Regions from separate parts of the Rattus norvegicus genome. Here region 2 is linked to region 1. The links are chromatin contacts, called in public Hi-C maps. All regions are on one chromosome and are shown on one strand. The core of a region is the stretch at or near the end of the contact, and the rest is flanking DNA. Distances in the headings are between cores, read along the strand shown. Region 1 overlaps Bsn (bassoon (presynaptic cytomatrix protein)). Region 2 holds the start of Bsn (bassoon (presynaptic cytomatrix protein)).

Evidence for each region. A called contact is a pair of places that touch in the nucleus more often than the background predicts.
Region 2: a contact with region 1 is called in a Hi-C map of frontal cortex, with 3 times the contacts expected there. The contact joins the promoter of Bsn here to the enhancer-like site in region 1. A contact is called at or near these places in 11 of 12 Hi-C or Micro-C datasets (the A7r5 cell line, the Rat2 cell line, Schwann cells and 6 more).

What each region holds. Positions count from the first base shown.
Region 1 is chr8:117,698,949-117,705,634 of GRCr8, forward strand. Bsn (bassoon (presynaptic cytomatrix protein)) reads right to left here. Exons shown (of 12, transcript NM_019146.2): 2 at 4,514-4,922. Among named protein-coding and RNA genes, the nearest start is that of Apeh, 41 kb to the left of the region's middle. Within about 2 kb of position 3,018, at least 29 of the 93 cell types and tissues checked have an H3K27ac peak or open chromatin away from gene starts, as enhancers often do.
Region 2 is chr8:117,750,611-117,757,296 of GRCr8, forward strand. It overlaps Bsn (bassoon (presynaptic cytomatrix protein)), which reads right to left and starts at 3,802. Exons shown (of 12, transcript NM_019146.2): 1 at 3,487-3,802. The coding sequence starts at 3,701.

The DNA of each region.
Region 1 (6,686 bases), core at 1,768-4,267:
CAAGCAGCAGTGTGGCCAGGAGGGGACAGAGGAAAGGGGACAGGCTGCTGGCTAGGGCTGAGGGTTCTGTGCTGCTCATAGCACCACCCCCGGGCCATCTGGTGCCCTGGCCCTTGCTGGGAAAGGAGTGGGATGCAGGCATTAGAGGGAGAGGCTTAGACCATTACATGGGCTCCCTCCCTTCTTTGCACAACCTGCCTTGGGTAAGCATCTAAGCCCAAGGCTTGCCATTAGGGTAGGGGTAGGGGGACAGGAAGTTAAACATACCTGCTTTGGCCTCAGCATCATCTAAACCTGGAATAGATAAGGTCCTGACCACACTCTCTCCCTCTTTAGTGCTTTCAAACAATTTTTCTTTATATATTCTCTCTCTCTCTCTCTCTCTCTCTCTCTCTCTCTCTCTCTCTCTCTCCCTCTCTCTGTATGTCTGTATGTGATGTATAAGTCTGTGTATGTGTATATGTGTATGTGTATATATGTGTGTATGTGTTATGTGTGTCTGTATGTGTATATGTGTGTGTCTGTCTGCATGTTTGTGTATGTCTATGTTTGTCTCTCTACGTGTATGTATTTGTGCTTGTGTCTATATATGTGTGTGTGTATGTGTCTGTGTATGTGTGTGTCTATATGTGTGTATGTGTGTGTGTCTGTCTGTCTCTGTGTGTGTCTCTCTGTGTGTGTGTCTGTGTGTATTATGTGTGTGTCTGTGAATGTGTGTGTGTCTGTGTGTGTGTGTGTATTATGTGTGTGTCTGTGAGTGTGTGTGTGTGTCTGTGTGTGTGTGTGTGTGTGTGTGTGTGTGTGTGTGTGTCTTGGAGATCAAAAAACACCTTCTGTCCTTCCACTGTGCAGATCCTGGGGTTGAACTCAGATTGTCGGGCTTGGCATCCAGTGTTTTTACCTGTTGATCCAGCTCATCAGCTTGGTAATTTTCTCAAGTGGAGCTTTGAAGTGAATCTATCTCTGGGCCAGTCAGGGTGAAACAGAGAAGCCCTGTCTCGGTGGGGATAGCAGCCCTCACACCCCTCATATGCGAAGAACACGGGAGGCCCAGGCTGTGGCCACCTGGAGGAAGTGTTTTGGCAGAACTTGCCTGGACTGAAGCCTGCGTATGTTGTACCTTATACTGCACACATTCCTGGGGCTCGCAGGCCAAGGACACACCTGTCTCCAGGAGGCCTGGGCCAGTGTGCTGTCGGGACTGCTCTCGGTGGGTGAGAGGCTCTGAGGCTCACTGCTCAGATTCTCCTGCAGCTCACTTCTAGGCCATTGGCTCCTCTTCCTCACCTCTACGGCAGCTACATGGCTCTGCCTTGACTTCTCCCTCAGACTGCTAGAATAGACAAAGGCAATATGGCCTCCTTCCTATTGCAGATGATTGGAGAGGCTGCCGACCAGCCTGACTGGACCTGCAGCATTGGCAAAGCCATGGAGGTTGGTCCTTGGGCACCTGCTTCTAGGAAGAGACAAGGAGAAGCACTCCCTCACTTCCCATGCCCAGCACAGAATGTTAGCATCCCTGGCCTCTAACTACCAACGTGATGTCAGAGCAAGGGTTTCTTGTGTGTGGTAAAAACAGAACTGGCACCAAAATGAAACCCTCTACATGGTCTCTTGGCACAGTTCCTAATAGCTGAAATCTTTGTAATTTTAAAAAGGATTTATTTTTATTTCACTTTTTATTTTTTGCTTGTATGCACTTAAGTGCACCGCGTGTATGCAATATCCACGAAGACCAGAAGAGGGCATCAGATTCCCTAGGAACTGGAATTGTAGATGGCTGTAAGCTGCCTTGTGGGTACTTGGGAACAGAACTCAGGTCCTCTGCTCTTGTGTCAAGTAGAAAGTGCTCTTAAACTGTTAAACCATCTCTCCAGCCCTCAGGTGAAATTCTTTACCTGCCCTGAACTGAAAAAAAAAATCCAAGAAGACATGGCCTTCTTCCAGAGGAGTGACCAGCCTGAACTGAGTTAGAGGTGTGCAGAATAGAAGTGGTTTCCCTAGGCGGATTGGACAGATGGCAAGCAAAGCCTGTAGAGTGGCTTCCTCTTCATATTAAGGTGTGACCAGGGAGGTGACTCTGCTCTCAGTACGTGACAAACGGCAATGGCACCAATTTGAACATTATGCTTTGCCACTCCTCGGGAAAATGTGCCAAGGTCTGACTTCCCCTGACAGGACAGCCAGCTCCGGGAAAGCAAAGATTGTGTCTGGAGGCCCCAGCAGAATAGAACATCGGTGGGCATGGGCCTGTACAACAGACTAGGGCTGCAGTTTTCAAATGTGGTGCTGTGGAGCAGGGGGCTTCTCCCATGCTCCGGAGCAGCCAGCCTGGGAAGGGCTGCCAGCTTTCATCGCTGTCTTAGAACTCTGGGTGCCCCAAGGATGCCAGGAGCTCATGCTAAGGGACTGCTTGATTTGTCCAGCCCAGAATTTGTTTGAAGTATTTGGCCAAGATGTTTGCTCTCCATCGAATACTGTCAATTTGCAGTAAGTTTGAGGCCCTCTTTCCTCCTGGCCCTGAGCCCCAGCTTCCGCCCAGCACAACGAGGCAGATGGACTGAGTGTCTCAGGACCTCCTACTCTGCTGTTTTTCTAGGCACAGTCAAAGTCTGGCTCCCTTCCCATCTTGCTAAAGGTTCTGGGCTTGAAGTAGGCAGGAGGCTAACTAAGGCTGTGGCATAGGGGGTGCTGGGATACCCACCACGTGTGGTTCTTTCTTCTCGCCCACCCCACCTAGGGCTGCAGCACAAGTGAGCATCTCATGGAGTCGGAAATCCAAAGGGTTCACGAGGAGGGCCCATCCCTCAGAAACACGGACCATCAGCCAAGTCTTCCTGCTCCTGGGAGGCCAGGGGCTTGTGGCGTCTCAGTTGGTAGGATCCAACAGGTGAGCTTTTGATCACACTGTTCCCAATATGGGACAGCTAACGCTTACTTAACTGATCAGTGCAGGGATGGGTCTGTTTCTAATCACAGATGCAGTAATCACGAGCGAGCACGCCTCCTCAGGAAGCCTCCACATTCCAGGAGCAACTCCAAATGCACTGAGTCATCGCCCCACACCAACAGCTCCTTCCTCGGAATCTCACACGTACCTCTCAAAAAACCACACATCCCACACCCACAGCACCTCACTTTGGCAGATATAGACCCTGACCTGTTAACAGTTATTCTCACTTATCCCCCTCCCACTCGTCCAAACAACCCCAGCTGCTGATACATCCCAGTGGCTGCCTACAGAAGCTACTCTGCATCCTGTCCGGGGCAGAGTCTTTGGGGGGAGAAGCTGAGACTCCTAGGGGTCCCCCTGGAGAAATACAAGGATGCCAGAAAATGGATAAACTGTATTTCAAACATATAGCCCCAACTTAGTAACACATAGGAGCACCCAGCCTCTGGGTCACCAAAGGGAGCCCCCAAAAGCTCTGTTAGGCATCTCCCTCCAACACAGAGCATCCTGAACATGATGACGATGTGGATCGACAGTTCTTTGGGGCAAAAGAGGCTAAACTCATGGATCTAGTCCTGTAGCATAGCCCTCTGTGAGTATGATTACCCTTGTGAATGCCTGGTTTCTACCATGAAATTGGAGAGGATAGTCTAGTTCACCACTTCAGGACCTCAGATAGCTGGAACCGAACCTAGAGAGGAGCTGTCCAGATCCCTGCTGGAAGGCAGTTCCTAGGTCCTGCTAGAAATCTGGTCCTCTTAGGAGTGTCCCTCTGCAGGACTGTCAAGGGGAGAGGCAGACCCAGAGCTAGGGAAGCCTCCAGAGGCATGCATGGTCACCTCTAACAGAGGGATCACCAGAAGAAGTGGTTCTTTTCTTTTGCCCCACCACGGTGTAATTAAACCAGGTTTTGTTTGTTTTTTTAATTTCTATTCTGAGACTCTAAGTTTTCGGGTTGTTTGGTTTATTTGGTTTGTTTTGTTTTTCTGTGTAGCCCTGGCTGTCCTGTAACTCACCCTGTAGACCAGGCTGGCCTCGAACTCACAGATCTGCCTGCCTCTGCCTCCTGAGTGCTGGGATTAGAGGCATGCGATGCCACCACCACCAGGTTAAAAGGGTTTTTGGTTTGGTTTGGTTCGGTTTATTTTTTGTGAGTTCTGAGTGTTTTCCTGCAAGAATGTCTCTGTACACGCTGTGTGAGGAGGGCATTGGAGTCCCTGGGACTGGAGTTACAGATGATTGTGATTTGTTTTGTGGGTGCTGGGAAATGGACCCCAGTCCTCTGGAAGAGCAGGTGGTGTTCGTAACTGCTGAGCCATTGCTCCTGCTCCTTCTCAGTTTTCAGGGTACAGGAATCTCTCAGGAGACCTGGGGCCAGATCTTGACCTCTGATTCCACATCCCAGAACCACCGCCACTACCCCCATCATCAGGATTCACGGGCGCTGGTGGGTAAGGGAAGTCGCTGTGGTCAGGATTGGTAGAAGGAAAGGAAGGGAGCAGAGGAGAGATGCTGTTGAGGCAGCGGTCAAACACAAGTGGTGCCGACTGAGGTCCTTACCTGGGTGAGGTGAGGGTTGGGGTTGAACCCACATTGGTTGCAGACCTTGTTGTGACACTGGGTGCAGGTGTTGAAGTTTGGCTGGCTGGAGGTTGATGTGAGGTCCGATGTCTTGCATATTGGACACAGGGTGCTGCTGGGAAGAGGGGCAATCTGGGGGACGGAATAGGGTGATGTGGGAGTGCTGCCTCTGTCTGGTGACACGGAGGGGGACCGTCCTGATCTCTGTGTCCTGCTGTCTACCTGCAGTGTCCTGCGGGGACCTTCGGCCTCCTGGCCTGACAGGCCTTGGGCCCTTGTCTCTCGGGGGCTCTCTCGGCCAGGAGCAGTAGCAGAAGCTTGCTTTGGGGTTGGAGAAGTTGCTCTCTGGCTGCCCAGGGGCTCCTTGGGGTCCAGTCTCCGGGAAACACTGAAATGACATTTTAAGTGGTCGTTAGAGACACATCTGACAGAAGTAGCTCACACAGGTCCCTTCCAACCTGGAGTGACCCCAGGCCCCATCACTGTCCTTTCTCTTGTACAGTGACATCATCTCAGTCGCCATTTACTGTACCCTGTGCTCAAGCCCTGACAAGCTTCTTGGCATCAGGCTGTAGGGTAGATGGAGAACAGAGTCTAGTCAGTGATCTAGTAGTGCAGCTCACGTGGGTGGACTTCTTTGACACAGGGTCTCATGTAGCCCTGGCTGGCCTCAAACTCACTCTGTAGCTAAAACTGACCCCAAATTTCTGATTTCCCCTGTCTCTACTTCTAAAGAACTGGGATCACAGGTAGGCACCATGATACCCAATTTATAAGTGCTGGGGATCAAACCCAGGGCTATGTGTATGTGTATTCTATCAACTGAGCTATATTCCCACCCTAGGACTGTACTTTTGAGCTTTATTTTTATTTGTGCTCATTGGCATTTTGCTTTGCTTGTGTAGAGGCCAGAAGAGGGCACTGGATCCCCTGGTTGTGAGCAGCTATGCGTGTAGTAGGAGTCAAATCCAGGTCCTCTGGAAAAGCAAGCAGCCAGTGCTCTTAACAGATGTGGTGGTTTGAATAAGAATGGCCACATAGGGGGTTGGGGATTTAGCTCAGTGGTAGAGCGCTTGCCTAGCAACGGCAAGGCCCTGGGTTCGGTCCCCAGCTCCAAAAAAAAGAAAAAAAAAAAAAAAAAAAAAGAATGGCCACATAGGCTCATATCTTTAAACACTTAGTCACCAGGGAGTGGCACTATTGGAAAGGATTAGAAGGATTAGGAGGCATGGCCTTGTTGGAGGAAGTGTGTCACTGGGGGTGGGCTTTGAGGTTTCAAAAGCCTATGCCAGGCTCAGAGTTTCTCTCTCTGCCTGCAGGTCAGGATGCTGCTCTCAGCTCCTTCTCCAGCCTCTGCCCCCACGCTGCCATGTGTCCGGCCATAATAATGGACTGACCCTCTGAAACCATAAGCCAGCCCCAATTAAATGCCTTCTTTTATAATAATCTCAAGGTCATGATGTCTCTTCACAGCAAAATGAAGTGACTGAGACAGGCAAGACATCTTCAGCCAGGGACTGGCCTGTTAAGGAGCCTCTAGGTGACACTGATGCCATGCCCTGCCTACTGACTTCTGGAGACCCTGCAACAAGCCTGTACCCAACCAAGTCTGAGAAGGTGGGATGCAAGGTTATTTTTTTTCCATTGGAGTAAGGCTGGGTGGGGCTTTAAGTCTAACCCTTGAGAAAGCTCTGAAGGAGGCCCAGTGCGCCCGGGGCAGCATGTCCATCCCAGAATGACCTATCTGCAGAGCTAGGTAGACCCACGAGGTAAAGAAACATTCAGGCTAAAGTCCAATTCTCTGAGTTCCTTCTTTGAACCAACTGAAGTTTGTTTCTGCTAATTTATGTCTTTTCCAGGGTGAATGCAAAAAGTCAAAGACCAAGTTTCCTGTTGCTTTCCAGAACATTCTAGATGGCTTTGGCCTGTATTCCTTGGGTGGCTGCTGACAGCCACGGGACAGATCAGGTTTGCAGAGACACTGGAAAAGTTTCACTTCGGTAGCCCACGCTGGCCTCAAATTCATGGCTTTGCTTCCCACTATGACTATAGGACCTATAGGACCTGTGACTGGCTCAAAGTGACTTTCACCTCACATGTAGTATCACAAGTTAGTGGTTCTTTAGGAGTTCTGTGCATACGGAGGGCCTGG
Region 2 (6,686 bases), core at 2,552-5,051, 52 kb after region 1:
AAATCCTGTGCTCGTTCTTGATACCTAAGATATCTCAGCTGATTTATTGAAGATGAATTTACACGTGACGAAACATTTACAAGTCCGTGCAGCTGATGTGGGCGAGATGGGCCACCACTGATTTATGTGCACCCTTTGTGCAGTTTTAAAGTAACTGTTTTTAGACTTACTTATTTGTATGTGAATGTGCACAGTTGGGGGAGGGGTGTGTTCACCTGTGTCCGCACGTGGAGATGCCAAACGAGGATCCTGAGCATCCTCTTCAACATTCTCCACTCACCCCTTTTGAAGCTCATCTTCTCAGAGAGGCTGGCAGCCAGCAAATCTTAGTGCCCCTCTTGTCCTGCCCCAACTGCTCAGCGCTGTGGCTGCAGGTTTGCCTGAGATGCCCAGCTATATGATGCTGGAAACCAAACCTAGGTCCTCGTGATTGTGTAGCAAGTGCTCTTCACCACTGAACCATCTCTTCCTCCCTGCTTTGCATAAGTCTTTTAAGTTTTATTTTTATGTGTATGGGTGTTTTGCTTGCAGGTATATCTACACATCATATATGCCTGGCGTCCACGGAGGCCAGAAGAGTGTCGGATACCCTGGAACTGAAGTTCTGGATGGTTGTCACTAAACGTGTGGATGTGAGGAATTGAACCCAGGTCCTCTAAAAGAGTAGTCAGTGCTCTTAACTGCTGAACCAACTCCCCAGTGCCCAGAAAGCAGGTTTTTGTTTTGTTTCGTGGTAGTAGTGGGTCTTGAACCCAGGGCCTTATAGGTACTGAATAAGCACTCTGCCACTCCCAGCTCCTTTGACTACTTCCCCAGTGCCTACAAGGTCTGGCCTTAACCTGGTGGTATGTCATGGTCACATGTACAGGTAATCACATCATCTTGTGCCTTTACTGCCCATTGATGCATCTCTGTAAGTGAGTGAGTGAAGAGTGGATGAATGAATGAATGAATGAATGAATGAAGCTTGTTCCTTTCGCTAACAGAATGCAGCCTCTACCAAATCTCTTAGCTTAGAAAGCAGAGTCTGAGGGAGAGAGATCAGCTTTCTTCCAATCTGTCTCGATGGGAAAAGCAGAGCTGATGTAACTATATGAGGTGAACTTGAGACCAGAAACAGAAAATCCTTTCTTGTGGAGCTCTACAAGCCCCGCCATCATCCCTGGAGGCTGAGAGACATCACTATGGGTGGGGCAGCACCTATGCTTACTGAATTCAAGTCAGGCTCTTCAGCCTTGAACGCGGAAGCCACCCCCTCACAGAGCCCAAGTCAGCTCAGCATGAGGATGAAAAGAACGAACTCAGCTTGAGGTGACAGGAGGCGATGTGGCAATAGCAGAGAGCCAGGGTTCCACTCCCTAGGAACCTCACTTTTGTTCCCCTATGGGTTTAGAAAATTAATCACATCCTCTTTTGGCCCCTTCCCCGATACTATAAGGTTTCTGGCTGCTATAAATTCAAGATCTCATTGGGAACAAATATATCCCTGAGCAATGCTCTTTGGTGAATGCCTGGAGGCACATGCCATGGGGTTCTTCTCCATCAATGGGCCAATCTGTTCATCGGCATCTCAGAACAGAACATGCTAAATTTGGTATCAGGTACCTGAAATGCACTGGTGAGAGGAACTAGAAGCCATCCCGACTCTGAGGGAGAGACAGACAGACAGAAGCGCTGTCTGCTTCGCTGAGATGCTGTGATGAACTGACTAGGAGCTAGAAGAGTGAATCCTACCCCCTCAAGGGTCCTCAGTCTTCAGTGTTACGGACAAACCACACAGCTCACCTCCCAAGCCTCAAAACCGAAAGACCTCAGGAACACAGGTCAGTGCGTGAGCCCTGCCCACAGCTGGTAAAATGTGTTATGACTGCTAACCCCAGCAGTAGCCCATGGTTTCTGCGTGTATGGCAGTGGCTATGTCTGCACTGTAGCCGGATTTATAGGTAGAACAGAAATGGAACACCGAGGCGTATGGGCAGCATACAGCAGTCTCTTTCCTGTCCCTCTAAGCTGCCAGGCCTTTCCCAAAATTCCATATGCTTGCTTCTGCAATGTCTGATAAACAGCGAGTACAGCAGCCAGTGTGGTTAACCGGTAGGGAAGTGGTAAATTCCCCCCTATAACAACAAGGTGTTTTTCCAGTCAGCTGCAGCTTTCCCTTGGAGGGAGAGAGCTGAAGCTTGGTGAGCCTCTTTCTCAAGCTAAAATCCAAACAAGCAACTCTACACACAGCCAGACGGACAGTGTTGCCAGGGCTAAGAGCTGTGCTACTCAACTGCATTGCTGGAATAGCAAATTGTAAAACAAGCAAATTCCATCTCTAAAAGGTACGTTCATGGGCTGGCTTGTTTGAGACGGTTTCAGGCTACTGACATCTCTTCATAACTGTGAGTTGTCTAAGAAAAGACTTCTGAAGAAATAAACACAGGAGGCATAGTTGGACATCTGAAAAAGCAAACATTATTCTTCCTTGGAGTTTTTGTGTACCGGAAAAAGCAAAGCAACATATATATTGGCAGCTTATATATTGGAGATAGAAGCACTTCCCCCAAGGGGGATGCTACTCCCCAGGTTCAACTGGTGTAAAAATAACGTCTTCCGTTTTACCCTGTCATCTCTTGGTAGTCTTGAGTCGGCTGACACAGATCAACATTCACATCCTCTGCTTTCGTTGCAACTTGTTTTTGCAGAATCTGGGTTTGGCAAACACCTAAAACAAGCTGGGCTCAAAATATTTGGCCAGATCTATTCGGTTTAAACCATTCTGTGTGGATTTTGGCTTTCCCACTGGCTGGAGGTGTTGAGCTAAATCATTAAGCAACGAGTTCATATTTGGTGGGAGGTAATTCACTAGCGTTTTTTGCTTCAACCTGAAAGTGTTCACGAACCCTTGATGAAAGCACATGACTGTGAGTATTATCGGGCCTGATAGTATCCAGTGGGCAATTTCCTTTTCCTCAAAGACACTGACAGCCATGAAATGCTTGCGGAAAGCAAAAGACCAAGTTCATGGCTCAACTATTCCCATCTTTCCCTGTTCCTTAGCAGTGACACTTATCTTCCCTGATAGCCACTCCCATTGTGCTCTTTCTCGACCCAACACAATGGACATATGCAGACGCTGGCAGACAGGGAGGATGTCTTCCATCCCATTGCTCCCCTGTGCAGAGGGACCAGGCTAAGGTTACATAAGCCCCTCCTGAGCTGTTGGGCCCCTGCGCTATGGGGAAGAAAATTGGGGGAATGTGACGAAGTCACGGTCTGCAGGCCCTGACTAACCCTGTACTCACCATCCTGTCCTGTCAAGGCGGGGCGGCTGGAAACCCTGGGTCGCTCACCTCGACCACCAAGCTCACGCCAATCTGGCAGGATTCGAGTGCAGACAGACCCGAACCTGCTGTCCACAAGATCGTGGGATTCCAGGCCCCGGCCCCAGATTCAGACCACAGCTCCCTGCCCCCCAGGCGCCCAGACGCGCGCTCTTACCTGCCCGGGCCGGGGCCGGGACCAGGGCCGGGGACCAGACCGAGACCAGGGGTCGGGGGTCCCGCCGCTCGCGCAGCACCAGCCACGGGGAGCTGTCCGCCGCCAGCTAGTGCTGAAGGCGGCTTCCCTGCTCCGGGGCCCGGACCCAGACCAGAGCCTCCCGGCGGCAGCGGCCCTTCGCCCGCGCCGCCCTCCAGGCTGGCCTCGTTGCCCATGGTGGGCAGGCGGGCGGGCGGGGTCGGGGTCGCACTGCGCCCGGGCCGGCGGCTCCCGGGCGGCGCTCACACTCTCCGCTCCACCGCAGCTGCCGCCATCTCCCAGCTTGGCTCACACAGCCGCCTGGTGCTGCGCATGCGCGTCGAGCGCGCCCCTGCCTTGCACACGCCCCCCCCCTCCCGGCGCGCGCTCACGCCAGCCCGCGAAGACTCGTGTCCACGCACCGCCCTCGGGGTCGCCGGGAAAAGGCCTCCGGAACCCGCGCATGCGCCCTCCGCGGCCAACGCGGCCGGCGGGTGTTGAATGAAGGCCGGCTGCATAGGGTGGCCTCGTTCTGTTGGACCACTCTGGGGGTTCACTAGACCTTAGAAGCGACCTAAGAGCGGGGAGTGGTGGCCTACATATGTAATACCAGTCCCTAGGAGGTTGAGACAGGAAAATCAAGGTCATCCTCCGGTACATTGTGAGTTCGAGGACAGCAGCCTACAACAAACCCTTTTAAAAGAAAAAGAAACGGGGCCGGCAAGAGGTATCAATAGGTAAAGATGCTTGCTCCAAGTTTGATGCTGTAAGTTAGGAGCCCACATGGTCAAAGGAAAGAACCAACTTCCACGCGTTGTCCTCTGCTCTCCTTACCCTCCCCGTACCCCCAGCTATACACATATACAGATAAAAATGTCTTCCTTTAAAAGATGGTCTAGAGAGATGATTTAGCAGTTAAGAACAGATATTGCAGTCGGACTTGGTGGCACAAGCCTTTAATCCCAGCATTTGGGAGGCAGAGACAAGCGAATCTCTGAGTTCAAATCCAGCCTGGTCTACAGAGAGAGTTACAGGACCGCTAAACTACACAGAAAAACCTCCTCTAAAAAAACCACAAAGGGGTTGGGGATTTAGCTCAGTGGTAGAGCGCTTCCCTAGGAAGCGCAAGGCCCTGGGTTCTGTCCCCAGCTCCGAAAAAAAGAACCCCAAAAAAAAAAAAAACAAAAACAAAAACAAAAACAAAAACAAACAAACAAACAAACAAAAAAACAAAACCCACAAAAGGGGCTGGAGAGATGGCTCAGCGGTTAAGAGTGACGACTGCTCTTCCAGAGGTCCTAAGTTCAATTCGCAGCAACCACATGGTGGCTCACAACCACCTGTAAAGAGATCTGATGCCCTCTTCTGGTGTGTCTGAAGACAGCTACAGTGTACTTATATATAATAAATGAATAAATCTTTAAAAAAAAAAAAAGAAAAAGAAAAACCACAAAAGAAAAAAAAATTGCTGTTCTTGCAAAGGGCTTGTTTGGGATTGTGACCACCCATGTTGGGCTTACAATTATCTGTAATTTGAGCTCCAGAGGGATCTTATACCTCTAGTTTTAAAAACACTAGCACTCACATGCACAGACTCACACAAATATGCATAATTAAAAATAGTAGCTGGAGGCTGGAGAGATGGCTCAGTGGTTAAGAGTACTGACTGCTCTTCCAGAGGTCCTGAGTTCAAATCTCAGCAACCACATGGTGGCTCACAACCATCTGTAATGAAACCCAGTGCCCTCTTCTGGTGTGTCTGAAGACAGTGATGGTGTACATTATATGTAATAAATAAGTAAATCTTTAAAAAAAATTGGCCCTATCAAGTTTCCCTATTTAAAAAAAAAAAGTAGTAGCTGGGTATAGTGGCACACACCTTTTATCACCATCTGTGAGGCAGAAGCAGGCAGATCTAAATTCAGTGCCAGCCTGGTCCAGAGTGAGTTCCAGGATAGCTAAGGGTATACAGAGAAACCCTGCCTCAAATAAACACACAAATGAATACATAAATAAATAGGGTGTTTTTAAAAAGGGACAGAGAAATCAGAGAAAGGGAGGGAGGGAGGGAAGGAAAGGAAAGAAAGGTGGGAAAATGCTACATGGTGGCATAGCGCTCTCCACTCCTGAAATCTGATACTTTCTAAGGGCCAACATTGGGGTGCACACCTTTATTCTCAGGCTTGGGAGCAGAGGCAGGCGAATCTCTGTGAGCCTTCAGGCTTGTCTATGTAGCAAGTTCCAGGGCAAGTTATTGTAGGATGTAGCAGGAGGCTGGCCTGGTGGGTAAAACATAGGATTGGTGAGAGGCTACCGGAGTGTGGCTTGTAGGGTGCATAGGAGTTTGCTAGGCAGATGAACGGGAATCTGTTCAGAGGTGTGAAGTCATAGGAGGCAGGAGATGTTGGGGCCAGACCACCATGGATTTGAAAACCATCCAAATAGTAGTAGGAACAGTCTGGGATGAATACTGAGGCAGGGTCCCAGAGACCCAGGGTATCAGGAAGCAGCCCAAGGAGGGAGGGTGTACAGATTCCAGACAGTGAAACTGGGCCCAAGAAGAGAACTTATTTGTAGCCTTGTGCTGAGGCCCTTGAGGACTGTCCAGAGGGTTGTGAATCCCCTCACTAGCCTGAGAACTTACTGTATTTCCTCCTCATTTGAAGGGAGGAAGGGACAGAGGAAAGACAATCAGAGCAACACAGTACTGTCCAGCAGTGTCGCTTTCTGTCCAAGTGAACCACTAGGAAGGACCTTCCTTTGAGTAGCCTCAGTGGGAGGCTGACCTGGTAGGGACGGGCATAATAGCCTCCTGTCTTCCTACACAGGCCTCAGATGCTTTCCTGAGAAAAGACATCTGTAAAAGACAGACTGTAGTCTAAGCCATTTGTGCCTTTATAAGCCATGGTTATGAAGGAGGGCTTAAGTAACTTGACTATATTTTAGAAATTCATTTCATTCTCTTAACACTGAGGAATGTATTAAATATCAGAGTTCTAACCTGTGGTGGTGATGACTCACACTTTTAATCTCAGCCCCTGGGAGGCAGAGGCAGGCAGATCTCTGAGTGCAAGGCTAGCCTGGTCTAAAGAGTGAGTTTCAGGGCAGCCAAGGCTACACAGAGAAACCCTGTCTTGGAAAACAAAGTTCTAACGTGTCTTGGTGAACATCCACGGACAGAC